Linked DNA regions of Anser cygnoides: region 2 is linked to region 1. Evidence: chromatin contacts called from public Hi-C data. All regions are on one chromosome and are shown on one strand. Each heading gives the region's core, a stretch centred on a gene start, on an enhancer-like site or on the middle of the called end of the contact. The rest is flanking DNA. Distances are from core to core; before and after follow the strand shown. Region 1 has its middle 17 kb from the start of THAP5. Region 2 holds the start of PNPLA8 (patatin like phospholipase domain containing 8).

Region 1 (6,783 bases), core at 2,874-5,373:
GTTGTGGCTCTTCATGGGTGAAGAAAGCTTGGGTGTCGGAATTAAAAGAAAAACTTAAACAAACTCTTTCCAGGCAGATAATACTGTAGATGTACAAGCTCTCATTTTAGAAAGTATAAAAACAGTTGTTCTTCATTGGCCATGAAATTCAGATGCAAGAGGAAAAACTTGGTGGCCTGTGGAGCTGTACTGGGAAGTTACAAAGAGCACAGCAGTTGTCCTGGCATACATACTCATGTTCTTCTGGAGATGGCAGCTGCTCTGGGCTGATTAGCAGCTGTGAAACTGCTTGGGTGCAGGCCAGACTGATAAATAAAGTAACTCTTTCAATACCAAATCTGCCCTTAGATGTTAGAATGGAAATGTATCAAATTAGCTGTTCCACTTTATTTTCTAGCCCTACTTACAAGAGTGTCACCTAAAACAAGAGTAAAGCTCTATAATGCTGAAATGTGCTATCTAAATTTAATGGACTTTTTAAGGAACTCTGAGATAAATAAGTAAATTACTTCAGACTGTGGAATGAAATCAGAATGACCTCAGTCCAGTTAGTCAAAAGGGATCTTCACTCCCACTCTGTTCTGAAAAATACTGCTGGCCGTCAGCAGTGTCCAAAACTGTTTTCATTTCAGCCTTCTTAGCTAAGCTGGGCTGTTAAACAGTGTGTTTGATCCCCAGAGCAGAATTAACATGATCCTAGCTGCAGTGGTTAGCCAGGAGTATCTAGGTTGCCCAAAGGAGCTACAAAAGCTGAGCATGCTGAAGGGAGGCTCCTCTAAGCTGTGACACACAAAGGATTTCGTGAAGGAATAACACTGACTTCAAAGATAAGCAAGTTGCTACGAAAATTAAATCCCATTGAGTATGATGACAGCTGGGGAAACCAAATAAGAAGATTAGTCGAAAAATGTAGTAGTCATAAGATTTAGCAAGTCGGCAACTCACTATTTGATCCTGGAAAGCATTTTTGAGATGGTGGAGAAAATAACAACTCAAGGATATTTCCTAGGTACCCTCCATCATGGCATAAAACTGATTTACACTTAAATACCAATGGCAAAGAAAAAAACTCTAGAAAATAAGGGAAAGATTATTTTCACTTAAGGGGAAAGTGTGTCTGCAAGGTAATTTGTTCTCAGAGAAAACTGAAACCAAAAGATGTCATAAAATTAGTACCCATCAAAACATAATTTCCTATGGGCTTGCAGATTGCCAGAACCTAAACTCTAACCACATCATCCCGGTGCAGATCTCATGGTTTGATAGAGGTGGCAAGCTACTGCCTGCTCCTTGTGTTTGAGTATCGCCGTGTCTTATTGATGAGCTTGGCAGCTGCTGACTTGGAAATCACGTTGTGCTGCTGGTGGTGATGTCTGAGCAGAGCTGCTCAAGCAGAAAGGCTCTTTGTGTGGAAAACAGCATCTATTTGCAGCCTACCAGACTCGGTGAGGGTAGCTCAGTCTGTTAAACAAGACAGCTTGCATAGTATAACATCCATGCTGCTAGAAGCACAGGTTTCCTTTAAAATCAAGTGTTCAGAGGTATTAATGTCTGCGGGTGTGTGCTCCAATGAAATAATTAGGATGGCATATGGAAAATAAGAGGATTTATCAATGACAAGATCTTTCTCTCTCTTTCCATCATTTAAGTTCTCTGGTACGTTTCAGCCATTTCTGGCCAAATACTGTGCTAATTGGTTTCAGTTTCCCTGGGGAAAGTATCTGACCTTTTTTTTTCCCTTCCCCTGAGAACATGTTTTCACACTTTTAATCAGAATATGCCTCAAGTCAGAGGAGTCTGTCAAAATACACAATAAAACCTGGAAAGTTGTAGTGGCAAGTTGGCTTTTTCTTTTTATAACTCTTCATATTTTTTCTTTTTAGGAAACAACTTCAACCTGTTCATAAACATATATCCAGATATATTTAAGTATCATTTGTGGAGATTTTCATGATTGACTTCTTAGACTGAATTAGGGAACTGGCAGACAAAGGCAGGATTTTGAGTCATTTTGCAGCCCTGGGGGATGCTATCAGAAGGAGAAGTGGTGCTGCTTACCCCAAAGAACATCAGCTGATACTCAGGCCCCTTTTTATTCTCCCATTGATATTTCTCTTTCAGAATCATCATGATCACAATCTGAAAACAAAGCAGGATTTAGTATGGGAGGATTATGCTGTTCCACTGCCACTGTTTCGAATGGATGTTCCTAGTTCTCCGTTAATCACACAGGGATGTCTCTAATGCCACCAAAGCCTGCATATTATAAGAAATGGCAAACAAGAGGCTCTACTGCCCCCTTGTCCCCCATCCTTTGACCTAGTTTTCATTCTTTTTTTCTTCTTTTTTTTTTTTTCCCTAGCTAAATATGGCAAAGGAATATTTACAAAAGAATTGTAAAAAATAATAATAAAGCAGTAAGTATATTCATGACCACAAAAATAAACTGCTAGTGCTTAAGTATTTGTACTAATTCTGAGAAGCTGTGTCAAATAATGGAAATTTTTTTATTTTTTCCTTTTCTACTAACTGGAGCAGGTACAGAACAGTGCTTCGCAGCCTTTCCATGGATTATGGTGTGTTTTGCATCATCATGATGCGCTCCTCACCCAGCAGAATTGGAGCTCTGCATGTCGTCCTAAAATCAGAATGACTTTGTTCAGCCTTAAAGTAGTAGGGCTGGGAAATGACTGGATGCCATTGCTATTCTTGCTCCATGTCATTTTAGTTTTCATTGATGACATGTTCTCACTAAAGGTAAAACCAGAGAATATTAAAAAAAAAAATTAAAAAAGACATAAAAAGACATTTAAAAGTCTTCAGACGAAAAATATTGGTTGCTTGGTCTATACACTCTTGCGAACATGAGCACATCGTTGTGCCAATATTATATTCAGAAATGATAGGGAGGAACTTGTTACTTTTATTTTATGCAGTGCTTGCCCATAAAAGAGAGAGCATCTCGGTGTGGGGCTACAGGCTGTGCCAGCATCAGGGCCCTTTCCTCCCTCTGATGTTGGTGGGGAGCAGCCCAGCCCAGAGCCCTGTTGCATCAGGGATGCAACTGTAGGGCGGTAGGGCTGCTTTGAGAAGGATCACATTAAGTGCCCTCCACAGTCCTGGTGGAACGAACATTTCTGGGATTTTTTGGTTTTGTGGTTTGAGGCTAAGATACTGGATTGGCATTTGGAAGCTCTGGGGTCTTTTTGCACCTCTTCCAAGAGTTTCCATCTCCCTGAATGGCTCCAGCTCTGTAAATTAGGGGTGCTAAAAACATCTTTCTGTTACTTGCTAGCTGATTGGATTCATTACTGGATATGTTTTTGGGGCCCATAGTCCCTGAGACACGTTCCTTTTGCAGTAGTAATGCAAATTACTGCTAACCCCCCTGGGCAGTTGTGCTGTGGTTGTGATGGGTCATGGGAGATGGAATTTGGATAAAAGTTGAATGTTTTATGTTACTTTGGCCCCCACTCTCTCTTTAACCACTTTCAAACTATTTTTGCAACATGTTTTATAGTCTCTTCAGGATCTTCAGGATCACGAGTTAGTTCCTTTTCTTCTTTTGTGTTTTTCATTTTAGATATATGTTTTGGCTCAAGTTTTAAATAAATGTTTTCAGTTACAATGCTTACTATCAGTTTTAAGAGTATTGTTTCCCTCAGCATCAAACGTTCAGAACAGAGCTGTGTTATACATGAAATTAAATCATCTGAATATTTATTAACAATTACATGTCTAAAGAAAATATTACCTAAAAAAGGAGTTAAAAAAAAAAAAAGTAAAATGGAAATGTGCATGATGTGTTCTTGTGGAGCTGCTCTAAAAGCAAGGAGTTGGCAGTAGAGGAATAATGCATTTTGTAAACTGTGTGAAACTGGCAGATTATCTTCACTGGCTTATAGAGCTGTGTTTTGCATGTAGTATTTCAAAAGTTACTGTTCTCACTTTTCAAATTAATAAAACGTCTTCCCTGTGGGGGGGAAGGTTTGCATTTCTTCCTTTAGGAGCTACTTCACAGTGACTTCTTCCCAAGAGAGGACGTGACACTGAATTCAGCAGAGTGCAAATATTTGTCCTTTCCTGGGGTTGCTCCAGTGCTCTTTGGAGCAAGCACTGATGGCAGGCGGCTCGGGGGCAGCTGCTGGTGCATAGTGCCCTCATGGGGGATCGTGTTTCAAGGGGGGATTCAGGGAGATGCATTATCTGCAGGGAGAAGAGGGGGCAGCATTTTTCAGAAGAAGCACAGGGAATGTTATCTGAATATGAACAGTTTTCTGCTCTCTTGCTATCTCAGATCTGCATAAGCTTTTCCTTAGTATAGAGCTGGAGTGTTTTGATACTAAATTGTGTCAGGTGACAAAGGTACCAGCCCTCTCTTTTAGCATCTGTAGAGTCCTCCCAGCCCCTAGACTGTATAAAGTATGCTACCTGCTCCTACCAGCTATTGCTCTCCCTTTGGGGCAGGTTGTGTGTGGGGGAACATGCCTGGGCTAGAAACAGTATGAAAAACTGTATGTTGAAAATTCAGCTTCACCTCCATCTTATTCTGTGTGAGGAGGCTGGGGAAAAGGACAGCAGAAATTTGCAGTCTGTACTTTGCATTAGAAACAGCAGCAGTAAATTTCATACAGGCAATGAGGTCCCCAGTGCGTCATCCCACTGCTCGCGGGATCCAACGTACTGCTGCCTTCCTGAGAGTTACTCATGGAGTTTCTTTCATAACAGAAATGTGCTTTTGCTGTAGAGAACAGGAAATTACTAGTGTAATAAATAAAGAGTAGCAAGGTTGGTTTAAACTTCAAAAAAATCATGACTGTTTACAGTCTTCACTCAGATCCCTTGAAAATCACAAATCTCCTGGAAAGAAAAGCAAAATGAATAAGCACTTAGTGTTGTTAATATTCCTGCAGTTCTTAAGTATTACCGGCTTCTGCTTCTTGCTGCAGAAACCTGGACTGTTGTGCATCTGTCAATATTAATTTCAAATTGGACATCCACAGCTACAACGAATCTGAAAGATAACTTGTTTCTGTTTGAACAGCCGTCAGTTTTGCTGATTAGAATGCAGTAAAGGGAGTTTCCCAGAAAGCTATTGATCCTGTCAAGGTTTGAGGTATCATGAAACAGTGATTTCCAACATTTCACAGTGTTAGAGAAGTCCTGCAAGAAAAGGCAGGATATGTTGTTCTGTCACATGCCTTTTTATTACTGCTTCATGTTCCTTTGCTAGAAAGTGTCATAGAAAGAATAAAATGTGTGTTTGCCATAGATGCTGAGGAGCACTTTTTTTTTTTTTTTTTTTTGTATGCTTAGAGAGAGAAGGTATTGATATAACTAGGACTGGTTCTGGCAATGTTCTCTCTTTCTTTCTTTCTTTCTTTCTTTCTTTCTTTCTTTCTTTCTTTCTTTCTTTCTTTCTTTCTTTCTCTCTCTCTCTCTCTCTCTCTCTTTTTTTCCTTCCTTCCTTCCTTCCTTCCTTCCTTCCTTCCTTCCTTCCTTCCTTCCTTCCTTCCTTCCTTCCTTCCTTCCTTCCTTCCTTCCTTCCTTCCTTCCTTCCTTCCTTCCTTCCTTCCTTCCTTCCTTCCTTCTTTCTCCCTCTCTCTCTCTCTTTCTCTCTTTCTCTCTCTCTTTCTGCAAATGTGGTACTCTGAGTGTTTTGTGAATGTGCATGTATGTGAGATAGTGAGGCAGGGCACTCTATCACTCCACACCAGTTCTGCATTGTGTTCATATCAATGCATGACACTCATTGCATCACTTCATATGCAATGAAACCTACACTGTGTGCTCAATTTTTTAATTGTTATTAAACATGTTTATTTAAAACCCAAAGAAAAACTTTCATGGCTAACTGGGTTATTATTTGGCAAGCTTAAGCATTTCTTTAACTATCAGTCTACTGTTTTTTTTTTTTGTTTTGTTCTTTTGTTTTTTTTTTTTCTGGAGTATGTAACTAGAATATTAAAAAAAAACCTGCAGATGTTTTTAGAACAAGGAGTTCTTAAAGCAGCTTCCAAAAGCTTTCTAGCTTTTATGTCTCCTATGATGGGAAGTAAACCAGTAATTTCTATTATATTATTTCTACAGCTGTTAATGGAGAGGGGAAAGTATACCAGTTTTCGAACTCTGTATTTGTCAAAGAATCAGATCAAATAAACCTAATTTTTTTTTTCTTTGCATTTTATTCTTCCATTCCCATGTATTTTCTGGTATAAACAATGAGGGAGCTGGAGCTGCAGACACCACAGTTGAGAGTTTATTAACAGCAAAATCATTCAGACATAATAGGTTGTTTCTTTTAAACGAAGTGGGTTAAAAGATACACTATTCATTAGAAAGATCAATACAGAACTTATTTACATTAACTGGTGGAAAATAATTCACCTTACCAGCCAAGGCATAGTCAAAGGAAGATGAGGATTTCGACATAATAAGCCATATGCTTGCCCTTAACCTGATTTTAGTGTGAGCTTGGAGTAAGACAAAGAGATGCAGGCTGAAAGCAGTGCCTGTTAAAAGCTGCAGGCACTCAGAAGCTTGGCTAGGGATTTTGCAATAGGAAGCCATATTCCAGGAGTCCTGAAACGAGATTAGTGCAAAAGGTGAACAGAAAAAACAGGAAAACCAGGGCTCTGCCTTCTTTCAGTGACTGTGCTTTGTAAATGAAGGTAAGCAAAGAGTGTCTGCAGTCCCCCAGCGCGGAGTCTCTCTGAATGAAGAATTCATCTAATTTGTGAGCCTGAAGCTTTCTTGTACTGTTGGGAGCTAGGACACTGTTAC
Region 2 (6,783 bases), core at 1,963-4,462, 66 kb before region 1:
TACCACCCACCTCCTGTCCTCACTGCATGCAGGAAAGAGAACGAACAGAACTAGATTACGTAAACTTCTTTGATTTCTACACTCCACTCGTGTCCTTTCTATAAAGGGAGCATGCAAAGAAGCATCAAAACTGTTACACGTATGTAGATCAACCGTACAGTACATTCCTGTCTGGTCAATTGCGAAAGAGAACACAGTGTACGACCTTCATCTACCACTAGAATAAGCTATATTATCTACCCACATGACAATGCTGCATGCTTCTAAATTAAACATAGCAATCTTAACAGCCTTAGGCTAGACTACTGATAGTTTGCATAATGAATCTGAATGAAAAAGCTAAAAGATATTCACACCATAATCTTTACAAGAAGAAAATATGCCTAGCCCACAAAAGCACAGAAGTTTTATGTCATTTTATAAGAATACCTCTGTCAGATATTTATTGCTCATCTAAGCATAAAGATTATCTGCACCTTAATTGCAACTCCTCTGCTCTCTGGAAATTCCAGAAGATGATAAGTCAGTTCTTCAACCCTGCTGATACAGATTCTTCGATTAGAGGATCTTCGTAGGGCTTGAACTAAAGCTCGAGTCCTGTTATCAATACTCACTCGTGCAATGATCTAAAACAGACAAGAGTTATACACAGAACATAAAGCTACTCTAAGATACGTATACAATTTGTCAAGACTAATTCCAAAAGGTTATTTTAAGATTTCACAGAAGTCCTGGACAGAGTGTTGTACAAGGATTTCTTAAACAGAAGCAGGCCTTGTTTACCAGGAAACAAATAAAGAATTCTTAGAGCAACCAGACACCAAACAAACTGGCGTCAGGATTTCTAACTGGGAGAATTTTCAGGGCAACTCTGAAATGATTGGACCATGAAAGAGTATGATGTTACTGTCACTAAAACCAAAAAAACAGCTACAGCTACAATGTATATAATTATGAACTATATATACACATGTAAAATACACATCTATACAGACGCATTCTTACATAAAACATTAATATGCATAGAAATAAAATATGTAAAAGCAGGAAACAAAGACTTGCCTTTTCTCTCTGAATGGACAGATGCTTTTCCCTGTCTTCTGCAGTCTTACTCTCTTTTGGTTTGTCTTCCTCATCCTTCTCAGACCCTTCTTGCTCTATCGGTTTACTCTTTTCTGGTGCAGCAACTTTTGTTTCCGACCTTAACTTGGGCACCAACCCACCGATGTAACTGTCTACAAAAGCTTGTACACTGTTACTGGGATAGGAAAGAAAGTTTGCAATACTTTTCTTAGTGGAAACTGGAAGAGCAGTACTTGTCTTTTCAGCATCCTGAGTCTCTGTTTCAGGAGCTAAAGTGGCTGCTGAAGTCACTGTCTTTTCTTCAGTAATTACAGTACTTCCTGATGAACCAAGCTTATTTGTCACTTCACTTTTAGAGTCCTGTAACAAAGCATTCCTCTTTTTCTCTTGATCCATTACGGAATTATTACTGAAGTACCAGTTGATATGGTCAGCTACAAAGTTGTAAGTCTCTCCAAAATTTGTAGATAAGTAGCTTATGTGAAAAAGGTGGGTTTTAGAGGCTGAATCTTCTGAAGTATCTTGATTAGCGCCGCTTGAGTTTTTTAACAGAGACTCCAAGCTTTCATTTGCATCAGTGGATTTCCTGGCAGCTAGGCCTCTGTTGCAATCCTCCTGAGTTCTGGCATCTGTAACTTGTTTACCATTTTCCAGACTGGCACTGAGGTTATTTTCACCTGCATTACTTTTAGTTGTTTTTCCTAGAGTACCTGAGTGTGACTTTAACCGAGCTATCCGCGACACCAGTTCACTGTGAGTGCCAGACACTGCCTTTGAAACAGACTCTATAGTATTCTTAATTCGTGACATGCGACTGTTCACTTTTGTGAGTCCTTTGGAAGAAGAAGTCAACAGTTTAGAAACTCTGTAGTATAAGAAGTCATGGCTGTAAATGTGTTTGTTATACCAAAACGTCCTGCTTCTGGCCCATTTACACTGAGGCTCGCTTGTATGGAAAACTCTAAGATGAATGCCATGATTTATCCTCCAGAAGACTTTAGGTCTATACAAACACAGGTATTTGTTTCTTTGCTTCCACCAAAGACTTTTTGGGTTAATCACAAAAAACAAATATGTATCTAAAGACAAATGAACTGTCATTACTTATAAATAATTACACCTTTCCTACGTTGCTTGTCTACTTCATTCCAGAAAATATATTTCAGTAAATAAGTCCCATATCATGGTGTTTGTTACCTGAAAAAAAAAAAACAAAAACAGAAACCAAACAATGGAAACCCCAAACCAGCAACAAGTTAGACTGAAATCTCAGAGTTGTTTAAAGTAGGTACAGCTTATTCATTGCTCCAGTAAAGACAGACAAACATAATTACGTAATCCTGTTGTGATACCGAGTGCTGAGGACATTCAGTACCATCATCCCAACTATTTAATTTTAACACGATCTTCCTAAAAGGCCCGTTTACGCTCATTTTGAGGAATCATAGAATCATTAAGGTTGAAAAAGACCTTCAGGATGTGACAGCTGTCAAAAACACTTTGTGGCACATAGCAAACTGCTTGCTAGTCCTCCCAATAAGCAGAACGCTGTACCTCCTGCTAAAACCACTTAGTGGCATACAGAAAACTGCTCGCTGGTCCATCCAGCAAGCTACACCTCCTTGGCACCTTACCTCGTGCCAAGAGACAGCCTTCCAAGCGGCGATGACATTACACTGCCATGAAGGACTCCTCCGAGGGTGAACGGGCACCGGTTCTCAGCACGACCCTTCGGTACAAAACCCCAGTTAGGCTGGACGAGGCTTTTACCCCCCTTTCAGAGCCCCCTCAGAGCCCCCTCAGAGCCCCCTCAGAGCCCCCTCAGAGCCCCCTCAGAGCCCCCTCAGAGCCCCCTCAGAGCCCCCTCAGAGCCCCCTCAGAGCCCCCTCAGAGCCCCCTCAGAGCCCAGGCCGCAGCCCCACACCCTGTTGCCCACCTCAGCCCCAACCCTCACCCACGTTGTCCCGGGCTGCTATACGCACCCAGGGCGAGCAGCGCGGTTTATTTATTTATTTTTTTCACCCCTCCCCTCCCACCGAGGCCGGACCCGCCGGGCTCCTGCCAGGCCCGGCCCCCTCCCCCCGCCGGCCGCCCCCACCGCGCCAGCGCAGGAAGCAGCTGGGCCGCGGCACTGCGCATGCGCCGTGCGCAGCCCGCCGGAAGCGGCTGAGGCCAGAGGGGGCGGGGCGGTGCCAGGGGGGGAAAGGGTAAGGCAATGCGGGTGGGGGGTGCTGCGCATGCGCGGGGCGGTGACGTGCGGAGCGGAACGGCCGTCATGGGCGGCGGGGGGGGCGTTGTGAGGGGCGGGCATGCTGTAACGGGGCTCCGCCGGGGGTGCTCGAAGTTAGTGGCGCTGGTCGGGAAGGGTGGAGGATGTCTGGGGTGGTTCGTGGGATCGTTGCCCTGGTCGTCACAGAGGCGGTGGTTCCTGCTGGGGTTTGGATTCCAGTCGCCTGTCTCTGCGCTTACTGATTAAAAAGAGTAAAGTGAATTTCTTTTCCTGGAGTTTTCTTTGCCCGGGGAAATTTATGTTATTTGTGTGTTGTAGTTAGTATCAAAATCAAATGGATTGAATTTCCTCCATCACATCATTTCCAGCTCCTGAATATTGGGTGAATCACAGGATATCCCAAGTTGGAAGGGACCCACAAGGATCATTGAGTCTAACTCCTGGCTCCACACAGGACCACCCAAAAATCAGACCCGGTGTCTGAGAGCACTGTCCAAGTGCTTCTTGAACTCCAGCAGGCTCGGTGCTGTGACCAGTCCCCCGGGCAGCCTGTCCCAGTGCCCAGCCACCCTCTGGGTGCAGACCCTTTCCCTAACCCCCAGCCTGACCCTCCCCTGTCCCAGCTCCATGCCGTTCCCTCAGGTCATGTCGCTGTCCCCAGAGAGTAGAGCTCAGCGCCTGCCCCTCTGTTTCCAGGGGCATATAGCACACTGAATAATTTATAGTTCCTTTTTTGCCCCCTCTCAGATTTTTATGATTCTTAAGAGCAGTACAGAGGCAGTTCTCCCAAAGCACTCCCTCTGTGAAGTGCTCAGTGGCTCTGAGAGCTGTTTGTTGTCCAGGATCCCCATGGCACTGCATACCAGCATGTCACACCCAGTTGCTCAGATCTTCTCTCCAAGGCCTTCTCCAGGTTGCTGCTTTCTGGACTGCATCAATCTTCTGCAGGTGTGGCCTGCACTCCCTTGTCCATAGATGATTACCTGTCTGTTTGTATTATTTAGTGATGGCCTACTCCCGGCAAATGTTTTTAAGACTCGTGGGCTATTCTTCAGTTTGTTGTGTGTTTTCACTATATATGGTAAGGTTTGCTTTTAAACCAAATAGAATCATAGAATCATCCAGGTTGGAAAAGACTTAAAGGTCATTGAGTCCAACTCTCAGCCTGACCTGCTGAGTCCCATCACTAAACCACATCCCTCAGCACTACATCCACCCATCCAAGGATGGGGGCTCCACCACTTCCCTGCGCAGCCTCTTCCCGTGCTTGACCGCCCTCTCCATGAAGACATTCTTCCTGATACCCAATCTAAACCTCCCCTGGTACAACTTGAGACTGTTTGCTTGCATCCTAACACTTGTCACCTGAGAAAGGAGACTGACACCCTCCTCGCTGCAGCCTGCTTTCAGGTAGTTGTAACGCAGGCAGCAGGTAGCCCATCGTTTTATGTGTTTCTTTAGGTAAAGGCCACTTGCTGCTATGAGAACAACACAGTACTGGTAGATTTTAGGCTATGGTACAGGAGTAGTTTCTTTGCCAGTGGTGTTAGGCTAAGCAGCCTCCCCTGCTGCACCTGCCCTTCTGCATGCCCCAGGACTCCTCCTTGTTTGGCTGCCTGGTGAACTGGGGTGGATCTTGTAATATGGCTTAAGAAGCAGTTGCCCATCTAAAGCAACAGTCTGAGCTGGCACTTAGTAGGATAAATTACATTCTTACAGCAACAAGGAGTTAGGCAAAACAAGACCAACAACTTCAGTAAGAAGGAAGTTTGGCCACAGGCTGTCCATGCATATCCTGCCTTTCTTTGACTGGCAAATTATGTGGTGAATAATGCGGTCCCTTTTATCTTTACATAGCTCTTCCCTGAACAGTCACCTTTCTCCCATAAGGTCTTTGTAAAATTCCTTTCTGTGCTTGCTCAGGCGTTCATTTTACCACAGAGATATGTACAACATGTATTTACCACAGAGATATGTACAACATGTATATACTACCGAGATTCATACCTCTCCTAAGGAAAAGATTCAGGGATTTCATATTTCAAGTCTAATTGCAAACCCAGACATTCTTGCCACACAGGTCTCCCCGAGGATGGCTCGACCTGTCTGATCTGACTTGTTCAGAGGCCTGTAATTCATCAGGTTTGCAAAACAACCACACAAATCAGCAAAAAAACTAAGAAAACACTGGACAAGTAGGCATACATTCATGTATTCCCAGGCACAAATTCTGCATCCACACCTTCTCAGACAGTTTTACAGTTTAGCCTTGTCTTTACTGCAGAGGTGACCTTAAGAAGAAATGATTTCAATTAATTTATCTTAAAGATAGACAACTCCACTAAGCTAATTTTGTGAGTTCTCCTAATAGTTAAAAGAGAGTTGATTCATCCCATTTGACTAACTGCCTGCTTTTTAGGTAAGAAAGGTGAATCTATCTGAGGCACTCAGAAGGTGGCTATCTCCAATTACAGTACTTTTCATATAATATGTAAATGAACACATTTATCACATTTTGAGATGTATTTTAATTTTAATAGGATGTACATTAGCTATTTCAAAATTACGCTTGCTTCAATACTTTCTATGAAAAGCCTCAAAGAAGGATTTGTTGTGATTATCAAAATTTTGTTTGCTGATCTCTATTAGATTGCATACCCAGCTTAAGCTTTGTCAGAATGGTCACTTAAAATGTGACAGTTTCCAGTTTAGGATAATACTGAAAGTAGTTTGATTTTAATGAGTGCTGTTACTGTAACTTAATTAAAAAAAAAAAAAAAAAAGGCTTTCAAAGAGGAATTGTTCTTTGGTGTACGTGATTTCTGCCATTTCAAAGCCAGACTATCATCTCCATACTGTGCCCATTTATAACTACGCTATACTTTTAAATTTCAGTAATTATTTCTAGCATTTACAATTATATGTGTCTTGGACTGCTGCTTGTGAAGAAAGTCATCACGCATTGCATTATGAGGCAGTTGGATAAAAATTGGATATTTACTAGAAGTAATTGTTCCAAAATTTGTCTTTCTAGGATTCTCTCTTCTGATCTATGATATATGAAAGTTTTCTATTTCCTTACAGTCTCTTTCACTATAAAAGGTGGAACAGATACACTGAAATTAATAAATCCTGGAATTGTTTACAAAATTAAATTTTACTCTTCATTGTTATTTGACGGGCATTTACATAGGTAACCTGAGACTATGTCTCAAGGATATAAAAAGGGTCTGATTTTTACCCCAGATGGAGCTCTCCCTCCTCTCCCTCTCCCTCTCCCTCTCCCTCTCCCTCTCCCTCTCCCTCTCCCTCTCCCTCTCCCTCTCCCTCTCCCTCTCCCTCTCCCTCTCCCTCTCCCTCTCCCTCTCCCTCTCCCTCTCCCTCTCCCTCTCCCTCTCCCTCTCCCTCTCCCTCTCCCTCTCCCTCTCCCTCTCCCTCTCCCTCTCCCTCTCCTCCATCTTCACCTATCT

What was found. A called contact is a pair of places that touch in the nucleus more often than the background predicts.
Region 2: a Hi-C map of fetal liver shows a contact between it and region 1, with 1.7 times the contacts expected there. The contact joins the promoter of PNPLA8 here to the enhancer-like site in region 1. A contact is called at or near these places in 3 of 7 Hi-C or Micro-C datasets (fetal liver, granulosa cells and liver).

What each region holds. Positions count from the first base shown.
Region 1 is chr1:31,340,426-31,347,208 of Taihu_goose_T2T_genome, reverse strand. No RefSeq gene overlaps it. Among named protein-coding and RNA genes, the nearest start is that of THAP5, 17 kb to the right of the region's middle. Within about 2 kb of position 4,123, at least 1 of the 3 cell types and tissues checked has open chromatin away from gene starts, as enhancers often do. A contact at or near this core is called in fetal liver, where this site is marked.
Region 2 is chr1:31,405,864-31,412,646 of Taihu_goose_T2T_genome, reverse strand. It overlaps PNPLA8 (patatin like phospholipase domain containing 8), which reads right to left and starts at 3,212. Exons shown (of 11, transcript XM_048065920.2): 1 at 3,066-3,212; 2 at 2,718-2,812; 3 at 1,063-2,280; 4 at 477-626. The coding sequence starts at 2,184.